Linked DNA regions of Gossypium arboreum: region 2 is linked to region 1. Evidence: chromatin contacts called from public Hi-C data. All regions are on one chromosome and are shown on one strand. Each heading gives the region's core, a stretch centred on a gene start, on an enhancer-like site or on the middle of the called end of the contact. The rest is flanking DNA. Distances are from core to core; before and after follow the strand shown. Region 1 holds the start of LOC108474593. Region 2 overlaps LOC108475991.

The links. Hi-C and Micro-C count contacts between places; a contact is called where the count stands out from the background.
Region 2: a contact with region 1 is called in a Hi-C map of leaf, with 2.4 times the contacts expected there. The contact joins the enhancer-like site here to the promoter of LOC108474593 in region 1. A contact is called at or near these places in 2 of 5 Hi-C or Micro-C datasets (both in leaf).

What each region holds. Positions count from the first base shown.
Region 1 is chr3:71,598,950-71,604,782 of ASM2569848v2, forward strand. It overlaps LOC108474593, which reads right to left and starts at 3,674. Exons shown (of 5, transcript XM_017776566.2): 1 at 3,265-3,674; 2 at 3,051-3,177; 3 at 1,663-1,954; 4 at 721-1,139. The coding sequence starts at 3,316.
Region 2 is chr3:72,067,822-72,073,654 of ASM2569848v2, forward strand. It overlaps LOC108475991, which reads right to left. Exons shown (of 12, transcript XM_053025743.1): 11 at 3,488-3,589; 12 at 2,763-3,394. The coding sequence ends at 3,247. Among protein-coding and RNA genes, the nearest start is that of LOC108475991, 16 kb to the right of the region's middle. Within about 2 kb of position 2,295, at least 2 of the 2 cell types and tissues checked have an H3K27ac peak or open chromatin away from gene starts, as enhancers often do. A contact at or near this core is called in leaf, where this site is marked.

The DNA.
Region 1 (5,833 bases), core at 2,424-4,923:
TATGGGCTAAACAGCAAGTTGTAGGGTTTCAATTATATAAATCTGCAAATGCGTTTAAGTAGAACAGGCATATGTAGATCAATTTACTAGAAGATGCATAAAAATATCAATGCAATTAAGTTCCCTCTGCATGTGCCAAATTTCTTGTCTGTTCAAGGAAAAATACATGCCCATATGAGGTGTCTTTTATTTCAAGTTTCAAATGCAGATTGAAACAAATGCAGAGCATAAGACTATCAAACATATACAAATGTTTCCAAGAATTAAGCGGAAAAGAAAAAGGCTTAAATCAATAGAGAATTTAAGCTATTACAGTGATAAATGTCATTTACATGCAAAAGAATAAAATGTAATGAAACATTCATGGTGGAGCCATGACATGTAAAGACATTTTCTACCAAAAAAATGCAGATACTTGGTAAAAGTAACATCCAGCATGCATCCACCTGCCATGCAGGCATAAAAGAGCCAACAAATAACTTGAAGAGGAAGTTATATTCTGTCTCTTAGGCAAAGGAACCTTGATCCCATCATACAACATTCATAGAATTGTCATAATCATCATCATTGTTATTTGAAGGTAAACAGACTATGGACATATTCAAACCTCATTCTAATCAGCCAAATAATGTCAACACCACCATAGTCATCCATGAAGCTATGACCTATAGCAACTCAACTCATTCACTAATTGAGCTGTTGAGGAAAAAGAACACTTACCTTGCATATTTTTCCTCTTCTAGGAATTCTGGGTGGTGCTTATATTTTTCCTCTGGTAGGATTTTTGGGTGGTGCTCAGCCTTGGGCTCTGGACTCCCAGAATCTAGTGACTCCTTTGATATAGCCTGCTCCTTTTTATCACCCTCTTCATTTCCAATCTGAGTTTCTTCTTTTGGTAGATCATCTTTGACTACACCAAACTCAGATTGAACACCTTGAGATTCAGTTTTAAACAGCTTGTCTGATTCAAGATCTTGATCAGTAGCTTCGACAATTTTTTGTTTGTCTGGAAATATTAGAAAATTGTCAAAATCATCCATCTCAAGACCCCCTACTTTATCATCCTCTTGTTTCTCAAGGCCCTTAGCATCAACTTTCAGCACACTATTTTCTTCCAAAACAAAATCATGACAACTACCCTGAAAATGAAATAACAAATTAGATTACAAGGTATTTAATATGGTTCCACAATTGCACCAGTAAAATTTACTTTATAGAAAATAAAACTAAAAGGGATTCTTAAAATAATTTTTTTTTTTTTGAAAAGTTGGACAGCAGGTTACAAAGTTGTCCTGTAAACAGTAGAAGAGCTTGAGGACACAGTACATTTTAAAATATCAGGTTATTAGAGATCCATTTTATATGCTTGAAAACATAGTTTTATGCATTATTTCAAGGGAATAAGTACATAAATTGTTGGCATTTAGTGACTAAGGAAAACAAAAGAATGAGGAAGTATTAAAAGAAAAGCTTCTGAATTCAACTAGGAAAATTGTGAAGAAGGGAATCCATAATTCCATACTAGTTACAACTGCAACTTCAATAAAATTTGTGGAGTTTCTTGAGAAAAATGCCAACTCCAACTAAGAGCATATTCTGTCTACTTGAAATACATTCCTGCATTTATCATTGAAGATAAAGCATATAGAAATGAGTACTTACTCTGTCAGCCTCCAGTTGCTTGTCATTTGTGTCATGCATCTTTACATCATCCATAGCTCTTGCACAAGTGTCATCTTGGACTACAGTTGAGATCACTTCAACTACAGAAAATGGTTTATCCACTTTATTGGCAGCTTTTGCTGATAAATTTTCATAACTGCTGTTTGAGGAGCATATTTTAGATTTATATTCCAACTCTTGAAGAACCTTCCTAACAACATAATAAGAGCCACCCACTTCTTTTTGAGCTGCAGTTACAGATGGGAATTTCCCACCATTCACTGATTTATACCTGCAAAAGGATAATGGGAGGACTTAATTGTGTCCTTATTAAGGAACTAATGAGTTAGAGTTTCAAACTGAGCAAACTTGACATGACAATCTTAGTTTCCAATAGTTAAATGGAAACTATTATACCAAGAGAAATGGCTCCATCTCATGGCACAGTCCAAAGACAAGATTTGAATTAGGGTTAGAATAAAGATGCACCATCCATATCAGATACTTGTTGCATCTGAATGAATAACATGTTTAACCTTCTTCAATTTGAACTGAATGGTCTTCAATGGCAGTACGATGTGAAGAGATAGAGAGTATCTATACGGCATAGTTGCAGTTAAGAAGATGATCTACTCAGATGACAATTTTATCTAAATACTGGTAATATTGTCTTCAATGGAAAGAAGACATAGGGAGAGAAAAAGAGGACGTAGATATCAATATTGCAGATCAACAAGATGATTTTCTCAAATCATAATTTTTATCCAAAAGCTGTGAACTATGAAACCCTAAGCATGTTTTGATGCACACTGAAAATTTTGCATATTCTGATTACTGTAGCTTTCCTGACCGTGCAAGACCAGCCTGGCAATTGATGGTCATGAGACAATTTCCATTTGCCAATGAACAAATATCATGCCAGACTCTTGATCTGCATGATTATGTTTTCTAACACTTTTTTTATTCAAAAAGAGAAAGGTAAATAAGGAAAAGACTTTAATGAAGAGATGCCTAAAATTGTTGGTGGTGGTTGAAGCTGGTCTTTTATGAAGGGAAATGTTAACCGGTGTGAGTTTGTTTGTTTCAAAAAGGACTGTGTACAAGAGTTGAACATTACATACATGGTAAAACAATAGCAGAACTTCTGTTCAGCAACACAAAAAGGAAAAAGAATTGTATTTCTCAACAAGATTCTTGAAGGAATAGCACCCATAAGAAAATGTTGAAATTTGGGCACTACAAACATAAAGGATCCTCAGTAGAACCACAGCATTGTAGGTGACATAATAACAACAATAATGACATAAATATAAAAACATAAAGGATGAGAAAATAGGGATTTTTTATATAAAAAAAAAAAGTAAAAAATGAAAGAGAGAAAAGCGGACCTGTTAACAAAAGATTCGATCAAATCTCGACGTTCATCCTTTGAGACTCTTTTTCGCTTGGGAGAGTCAGAAGGAGAAGGGAGAGAAGCAGCAAATGATCTTCCACGCCGTACACCAACCCATGTTGCTGTAAAAATGGAACCACAAAAGAAGACTTGTTTAGGAAGTGGATTTCCAATTAAAACAAAAAGAAAAAAAAAAAAGAGAGACTAACCAGGAGCAGCCGAGTACTTGGAGCAGAATATCCGTCCTCTTACAACCTGCATCCTTCACATTCACATACGAATCATTTTCAAGGCCAAGGTTAGGGATCAAATTATAGTGGCAGTGGGATTTTACTTTGAATTAGTTTTGATGATTTTCGAATTTGACTTGACCCTCGCTTCCTCTTAAAGAGAGTGAGGGTTTTAGCAGTGTGAGTTTTGATTTTGAAAGTTTTGAGAAAGGGACTTTAGGGGTTTTCTTTCTTTCTTTCTTTCTTTTTTCCCGTCTTTTGACCTGTTTCCGGTTCTTACACGCTGTATAAACCAGACACTGTTCACCTGTTGCTCAATTTTGGTAAATAAATATATAACTTCGGTAATAATCCGACTGATTCTCCAATCGGATTCCTTTGTCTACTATTTTCAATTCGTAAAATTATCAATCGTTTTACTATTTTAGGTCTGAACATGGGCAATTTTTTTTTTAAGTTAAAGTGTTCAACTTGATAATTATTTTTAGGTATAATTTTTTTTTTTTAAGTTAGGCATGAACATAGCAATTGTTCCCACATTAGTATATGAACTTTTTTTTTTAAGTCAAGTCTTGAACTTGATAATTATTTTCACATTAGGGCTTAATTTTTTTGTTCAAGTTAACCTTGAAAGCCCTGGAGTTTAGACCTCAATATGTGAGAACAATTATCTAATTTAACCTTCAATATGAAAATAATTATCAAATTCAAGGAATAACTTAGACAAAAAAAGTTCTAAGCCCCAATGTGACTTAGTTCAGGGTCCAATGTGAGAACAATTGTCAAGTTTAAGGATTAACTTTGACAAAAAAATGTTCAAGCCTTAATGTGAGAATGATTATCTAGTTCAAGTCCCAATGTGAGAACAATTGCCAAGTTCAAAACCTAATTTAAACTAAAAAAAAGTTTAGGCCCAAAATGAAAAATGTTGCCAAATTCAAGGTATTGACTAAAATAAGATCTTATTCCAACGGTATCTAATTTAAATCAATGGATGTGGTTGCAAGAAAGAAAAAGAGTTTATTTTAGCTGTTAGGTTAGGATACATCATTAAGTGAAAAAAATGCGTTGTTGACTTGGAACTAGTTAATCCAATTAATGAAAAGAGAGAAGGTGTGTCTCCTCTTCCAAAGTTTTGTTCCCCAAAAAATTGCAACAGTTTGCAAAAGATTCAGCATCAAGTTTTATAAAAATTCTATAAGGTGTTGAAAAGGATGTTGCGAGTGGACCTTGTCATTCTTAGAATTTCTATTAATTGAAATGATAAAAAAATGGTAATGTAAAAAAATGGAAAATGTAATTAGATCTAAAAAATCATTTTTGATATAATGACAATCTTAAGAGGATGAATGTTGCATACTATGCGTAAGTAAAGGGTCAGGGAAGGCTGTGAACAAATGGTAGCTGATAGTGAAATGAAGAAGAAGCAATATGGTTATAGATGAAGGAGAAAAAGATAAAGCAACAATTACGGTGGATGAAAGAAAAAAGTTAGAAATGTTCAAAAGTTTGTTTTTTAAATGCATTGTTTCATTTAAGTTCCAACCAATAATGAGTTGTAGTTATTCAAAAATTGAGCCTTGTTTAATTAGATATTGGTTGGGCTTTGATTATCTATATTGTGTGGGGTTGTTTTGTTTTCTATTTTGGGCAAACAATGGAAGTTGTTTTGTTTTTTATTTTATTTTATTTTGGGTTGTTGTTTAGTTTTTTTTTTTGTGATGTTATTGTAAACAAATAAAATGGATGGTTTGATTGTTGACATTGCAACTATTAATGTTATTTGGGAAAGAAAGATAGTAATCCTAACACTAAGATTGTGACACTGTGAGATTTAGTGTACATATGATAGAACTAATATTGAAAGGAAGATTGTAATGAATTGGCTTTTGAATTGTAGGCTTGGAATGGCCAATTAATGGTTTTAGGTAATGGAATTTGAAGCTTAGTTACATTGAAAAGAAATCAATCAAAAAAACCCTAAACCCAAAAAACAAATAGAATACAAGGAATCAAAATGAAGAACATGTTTAACATGAGTTGTCTTTCCAAAACGGCATGAGCAAAAAATATTCTTTTCGATTATATTGAAACTGAAATTTTAGTTAGCCTTCCTACTTTAGTTTTAAACATAAGATAGGAGTCAAATAGAAAAATATTTTGTTCAAAAGAGAAGAGTTGTAACATCCCGAATTAGGGCCTAGTCGGAACAGTGGTTTCAGGACACAAATCTGAGATAGAAATAATTATTTTATGATTCTTATGAGGTTTATGTTATGAATGCATACTTGTGTGAAAGTTTCATGAAGAAATTCTATGCATAAAATGTCTAATTGCATTTTAGGGACCAAATTGAATAAAGCGTAAAACTTGCATTCTAGAAGCTTTAAGCATGAAATTGCATTAGATTATGAATTAGAAGGTCCTAATTAGCAATTTTACCAATTTCTAAAATTTTGGACAAAAATGGACATGCATAGAAAAAATTGGAAAGAGAAACCCCAAAGGCATTTTGGTCATTAGGTAATTAAAAGATTAAAAAAGGAAA
Region 2 (5,833 bases), core at 1,045-3,544, 470 kb after region 1:
ATTGGGTATTGATACCTTATCTAGAAATTTTAAAAACGTTGCAATTTGGTCCTAACTCATGTTCGGGTTTACAAAAGAGCTTTTGTAAGCTTTATTAAGGCTCGAATTTAATTGTGCATCATAGTATCTAGGTATTTATGACATGATTGAATATTTGAATGATCTATTTATGGTGTATTTGATGTGACATTTTATCGATGTTACAAAAAGGTCCCTATTGGATATCGGGTTGACTTTAAAGCATTTGTATGCTTGTATAAGATCTAAGAAAGAATATCTATGATATTCAATGTTGTATTATTGTTGATTGCATGATTTATGATGTGAAATGATAATTTTACTATGAATTTTTTTTGTAGTTGCTTCGACAACGAATGTAGCATCCCAATGCTTGGAATCGACAATCGGGTCGGATAAAGGGGTGTTACAGTATCATCTTTTGAAATATCTAGTTGAGTTGACCTGTACTTGCTAGTAAAAGTTAGTTTTTGGTATCCTTTTGGTGAATTGAGATAATTATACAAGTGTTTTGTAATCAAATTATATATATATGTGTGTGTAATAGTGTGGTTAATGGTTGTGTTGATATGCAAGGGACCTTTTATATGATGTATTTGGTGCTTCATGTTTTGCTTGCATAACAAGTAAATTAGTTTTGGGTGATTTAGTTCAATAAGTTATGGTCATGTTGATGCCTAAGTTGTTTGAATATGCTTGGATGAGTCTAAGAGATGTTTGAACTTGGAATTATGATATAATAAGTTTTACAATGGACTGGTCATTGTCAAGAAATGTCGAGATTGAATTTTGATGATTATGTAGGCATTTTCGTGACCACAACAACCTCATACTTACGACAACAAAGGTTCTATCTAATTTTTTTTTCAAACAGTGAGCCCATTGTTGTGACTGAGCTTCTTTGGTTGTTGCGACAATGGCTGAAAACATGAATTTCTTGGTTGAAACAGTTTTGCTCTTGTCGCGACAAGACCACGTTGTGGTCACAAAAAGGACCCCTTTTTGTTCCACTTAAAAATTTCAAACTATTTTTACTCATTTGACTCCCATATGCTACTGGAGGTTCGCAACTGCTTTCGTAAGCACGATTAGAACCTGAATGTGTTTCTAAAATGTTTTAAGAAGTTTTAAAAAGTTTGTCACTGAATCTTGGAGTAAACTTTAGTATTTTGTTTGTATCATATTAAAATTTTGAACTATGATATTGTAGTTGCTTCAGCAACGAATGTGACATCTTGCATTCGGACCCGGTGACTGAGTTGGGTGTGGAGTTTCACATAAATCGTCTCTCAAACTCGTATATAAACTTATAAATTCTAAAATCTAATGTTTTAGTAATTATTCACAACTCAAAATCACTAAATCTCTCATCTAAAATCTATCAATAATCTCACAAATATCAACTCCGCTTTCTCATTCTAGAACTCAACCCAACCTTTCACGAATTCTACTCTAATCTCATTAGTTGACTTCTACTATATTAATACTAATCTATAACATAAAATCACTCAATTTCTCATCTAAAGAAATCAAGGAACTCAAGAATCAAAGTTCTCTCCCTACATTAGATAAGATTAATGAGAATGCGAACAAATAGAGAAATTAATTAAAGCAATTGAATGTTGAAAGATTTAGTTGAAATCTTACTTGCCAAACTTGAATAAACGAAATTGGATTAAGAATTGAAGAAGAAAAGATGAAAGAAAATTGAGAGAATTTGATCGTCATATTTGTCGTAAGCTCTCGTGAAAATGAGAGCCTCATAAATCATTCCCTCCTATTCAAAATAACAAATTGGGATTTTTCTTCTAATGGCACATTGGTCAAACTACTTAATAAACCCTCCCATGAATGCTAATCATAATTCTAGTCCTAAGACGTTTAACCCTTCCATTTTGATTTTCTTAAAAAATAATCTATGCCTCAAATCCCTAACTCTTTAATTCTATCTAATTGAAAGAAATTTAACCTTGAAATTAAATTATACTAAGTTATAAGAATAACCCAAAAACTTTTCCAAGAATACATCTTAGTTTTACTTCACGGAATGACTCAAATTTCTAAATTTCGGAAAAACTCAAAAACTATTCTAAGAATACATCTTAGTTTTACTTCAAGGAATGACTCAAATTTCCAAATTTCGGAGAAATTTTCGAGTCATTACATGGAAAAAATGAAAATGATTAAGTTGCAACAATTTCCCTCATCCATCAAGATACAACAAGGGAAGATATTGCTAGCATACAAGGAGCGACCCTGTTATACAAGAACTCAACAAAGTTTTAACATCGAAAATGAAGATACTTGGATGATCCCAACAATCAAATTTGTTTTGATGGAACCACATTATAATGTCAATTCATCTTATACTGGCTAATATTAACCTCTTAGATATATATTAATAGACAGATATACGGTCATCACTCGGGAGTGAGAACATTTGCCCAAAAGGAGGTCCTGCGCTAATGTTATTATTGACCTACTCCTCAAAAAGACGCACTATATCTAGTCATGAAGTGTGAGCCCTGCCAGAAACTCTCATCCTTCTCCAGCCAATTAACCCTCCAATTTTGCTACTCGAGGTAGAGACATTTTGGGCCCTTTTCCTTTAGCAATTGACCCTCTATCCACATTTACCCTTTAATAGTAATAATGAAGGAAATTGGATTGTTGTCTTGTATAGATTCCTTAGGCAAACTTCTAATACGGGTGCATAATACAACAACTTTATATACTTCTAATACTTTGTTTAACGGAAATTTAGTGCTTAATTCTTTAGGTACTCAAATTGAAGAGATTGTATAATACAAGATTAATGGTATAATTAACGACAATAAATATTACATAACATTGAAGTAAAAAAATAAAAAAGGAAAAAATAATCAAAAAAGAAAAAGAAAAAGGAAAGGGAATATAAAGAAACGATAGAACAATTGCACTTTTGCGATCAAACAATTTACACGCAATATGTGCTTCATGAAGGCCTTATAACATCACAGCATATATTTTATTTATGGGGAAAAAAAGATATTTTGAAGCAATGCAACAATAAGAAAAAGAAAAGCTACAAGTGGATGTACCTCATCTATCACACAAACAATCACAGTTGGTGAAGTCCACCTTCAATTCACCTTATCTTAACATGAATATCATCGTTTGTGAATGAACTGAACGGCTCTTGCATCCGCATCTGTATCTCTTTGATACAAATTTACGATTTATCACCTATTATCTTTTATCGTGGTTAACCTGGTTAATGCCAATATGGCTCAACTGTACATTCTCATTCCAGGAGGGATCCGCTGGAGGTAGCTGATATTCATCAGGTTTCAATGCTAGAGCAAAATCTGGCAAAGTTGGAGCCGTCTCCATGATTCTAAAAACATTACCATTGCCCAGGTTATTGTATTTGGCTTATTATGCAAAACTATTTGCCCCCGAATTTGTAATTAGAAACCATAAGACTTACTTTTCATAAGAGTAGAGATCACGGTTTATCCGCACCTTGCTAGAAGTGTCTTTCGGAATTTTCTCGGATAGATACTTCATGGTTCCCCAAAGAGGTGGGTTTCTGCACCAACAATTATTAAAAAGAAAATGCCAACTTTGCCAGTTAAAAGCAAAAATAGAGATCCAAGCCAAACAGAGCAAGCGTATTTGAATTATGGAAATTATGTTGGAACATTATTTTACCATCTCAAGTCCCACCTACGCAGCAAAATAAACATACATCTCTAGTCTATCATTATTGGGAAATTTAAATTAACTATTTGTACTTGATTCCAACGAAAATGAACCAATAAATCTTATTATCTCATAACACCATCATGCTGTCAATTAAACAAATATTCTAAGCACGAGGCAACCCACTTCAGCCAAACCTCAGAAGGCCCAGCACAGAGTTGTACTCCAAAATGCACAGCGTAATGACTTTAGACATGAAATCTAGATGAAGTACATTTAGGCGCAACTTGAAATCAATGAATCGCACACTAAAGATGTTATCTGATAAATCCTCGTTATTGAAATAATTTATTATAAGATGAGAGGATGGGAGATATTTGTCTTTGAATGTTAAAAAATGAGTCCAAAGAAGGAATATGATAAGAGTTCCATTACCAAGTTGACTAAGGCATCCACTAATTTTCAAAATTTTAAAGGCTAAAATATTAAAAGAGCCAATAAACTGTTTCAGTTTTCTTAAAGCCTTATATTTTAATTTGTATCCAAATAAACCCTTATTCTTTGATTTGTATCCAGATAAGCCCATATTTGAAATGAAATTTTGATTAATTTAAGGTTTTATTCAAGTGCAAATTAAAGGTTACAGGTTTATTTAGGCACAATTAAAAGGTAAAAGGGTTTATTCGAGTGTAACAAAAGTATAGGAACTTACCTAGACAAATTGATTTAAGTATAGAAGCTCTTTTGTTATATTACTTTAGCCAATTTTTTTATACCAAAGCATTAACTGGCATCAGATATTAGTGTAAAGTCATAATCTAGTAAGACTACTGAACGTAGCAGTTTATGCATCATTTTATATAATTATTTCTTTTATAATAAAAAGATTGTGATGACAACTAAAGAGATTAGCTTGTGCTACCAATCTTAGGAAGAGTAAGAATTACCAAGGCCAAGTCTTTGGCTCATAGCTTCATATGGAGTGGTAGGATACCTAGATACGATAATTCTAGCGTGCCCAATTCACAAAAGCCTGACCAAAAACTTTTTCAAGGAAAGCCAAGCTAGTGAATTCAAAGATCAGCCAGAAACAATCAATGAATTGTTTCAGTGATGTCATTTGACCAACCAAAATATATGATTTACTAGGAAGAAACTACTAGGTTCGCCAATAATGTAACTAATTGGTTCTATGGGAAAATTTATGATGACACTAAGTGCAGTTTAGGAGGATCCTTGTCATAAAGCTAGTAGGTTTAATCATGGACAAAAAATAACAAGAAGGATGTAAAAGCTTTTACAATGTCATGGGATGGAGAATTTTAATATCTTGAAGAAATTTGAAAGTAAAATATTTTATGTATCATTTCAAATGCTAGTATTTTTAATTATTTTGTTTAGATAAATTACATTAGCAAATATGAATTTCATGAGATAAAAATAATTATAAAATTAATAGTATTTAAAATAAAAATACATCCATTATGGAAAAATATGCAATAAGGGTACCATTAGATTTTAAAAAAATATATTAAAGTTATTAAAATGATATTATGTGGTTTAAGTTTTTATTGTATAACGGGACCATGTAAATTAAATAAAAGGGTTTTCAGAAATTTTGAGAAACTACACCTTTAGGTGAATTTTGAATAAAAAGTTTAAGTTGCTTAACTTCCTTTTGAAATTTCATAGAACTTTTGAATTTTTTCTTTATTTTTACACAAACAAATAAATGTATTTTCAAATTTTATGTTATTTAAATGAAGCTGCAAAAGTGCTTCCTTGCTAAGAGATGACTTAGGAATTTTTCCCAACATATCATTTCTTTATAGTTTGATAGCTATGGTTAGAGGTAGCAATCAAGCCGATTCCAACGGGTTTAGATTGAGTTATTTCGATTCAGGTCTTTTTAGGTTTGGAATTTTTCAGGTCGAGTTCAAGCTTTTCTAGGTTTGGACTTTTCAGGATCATGTTTTTTTTTTGAGTTCAGGCATTTTGAGTCTGGGATTTTTTTAGATTCAGGCTTAGGTTTAGGCTCAGGTTTGTTCTGCATTATAATTCAAATGTTTACATCTCAATATAAATTATTAATTTATCATTATTTTTAAGTAAACTTTTGTTGGAACTTGTG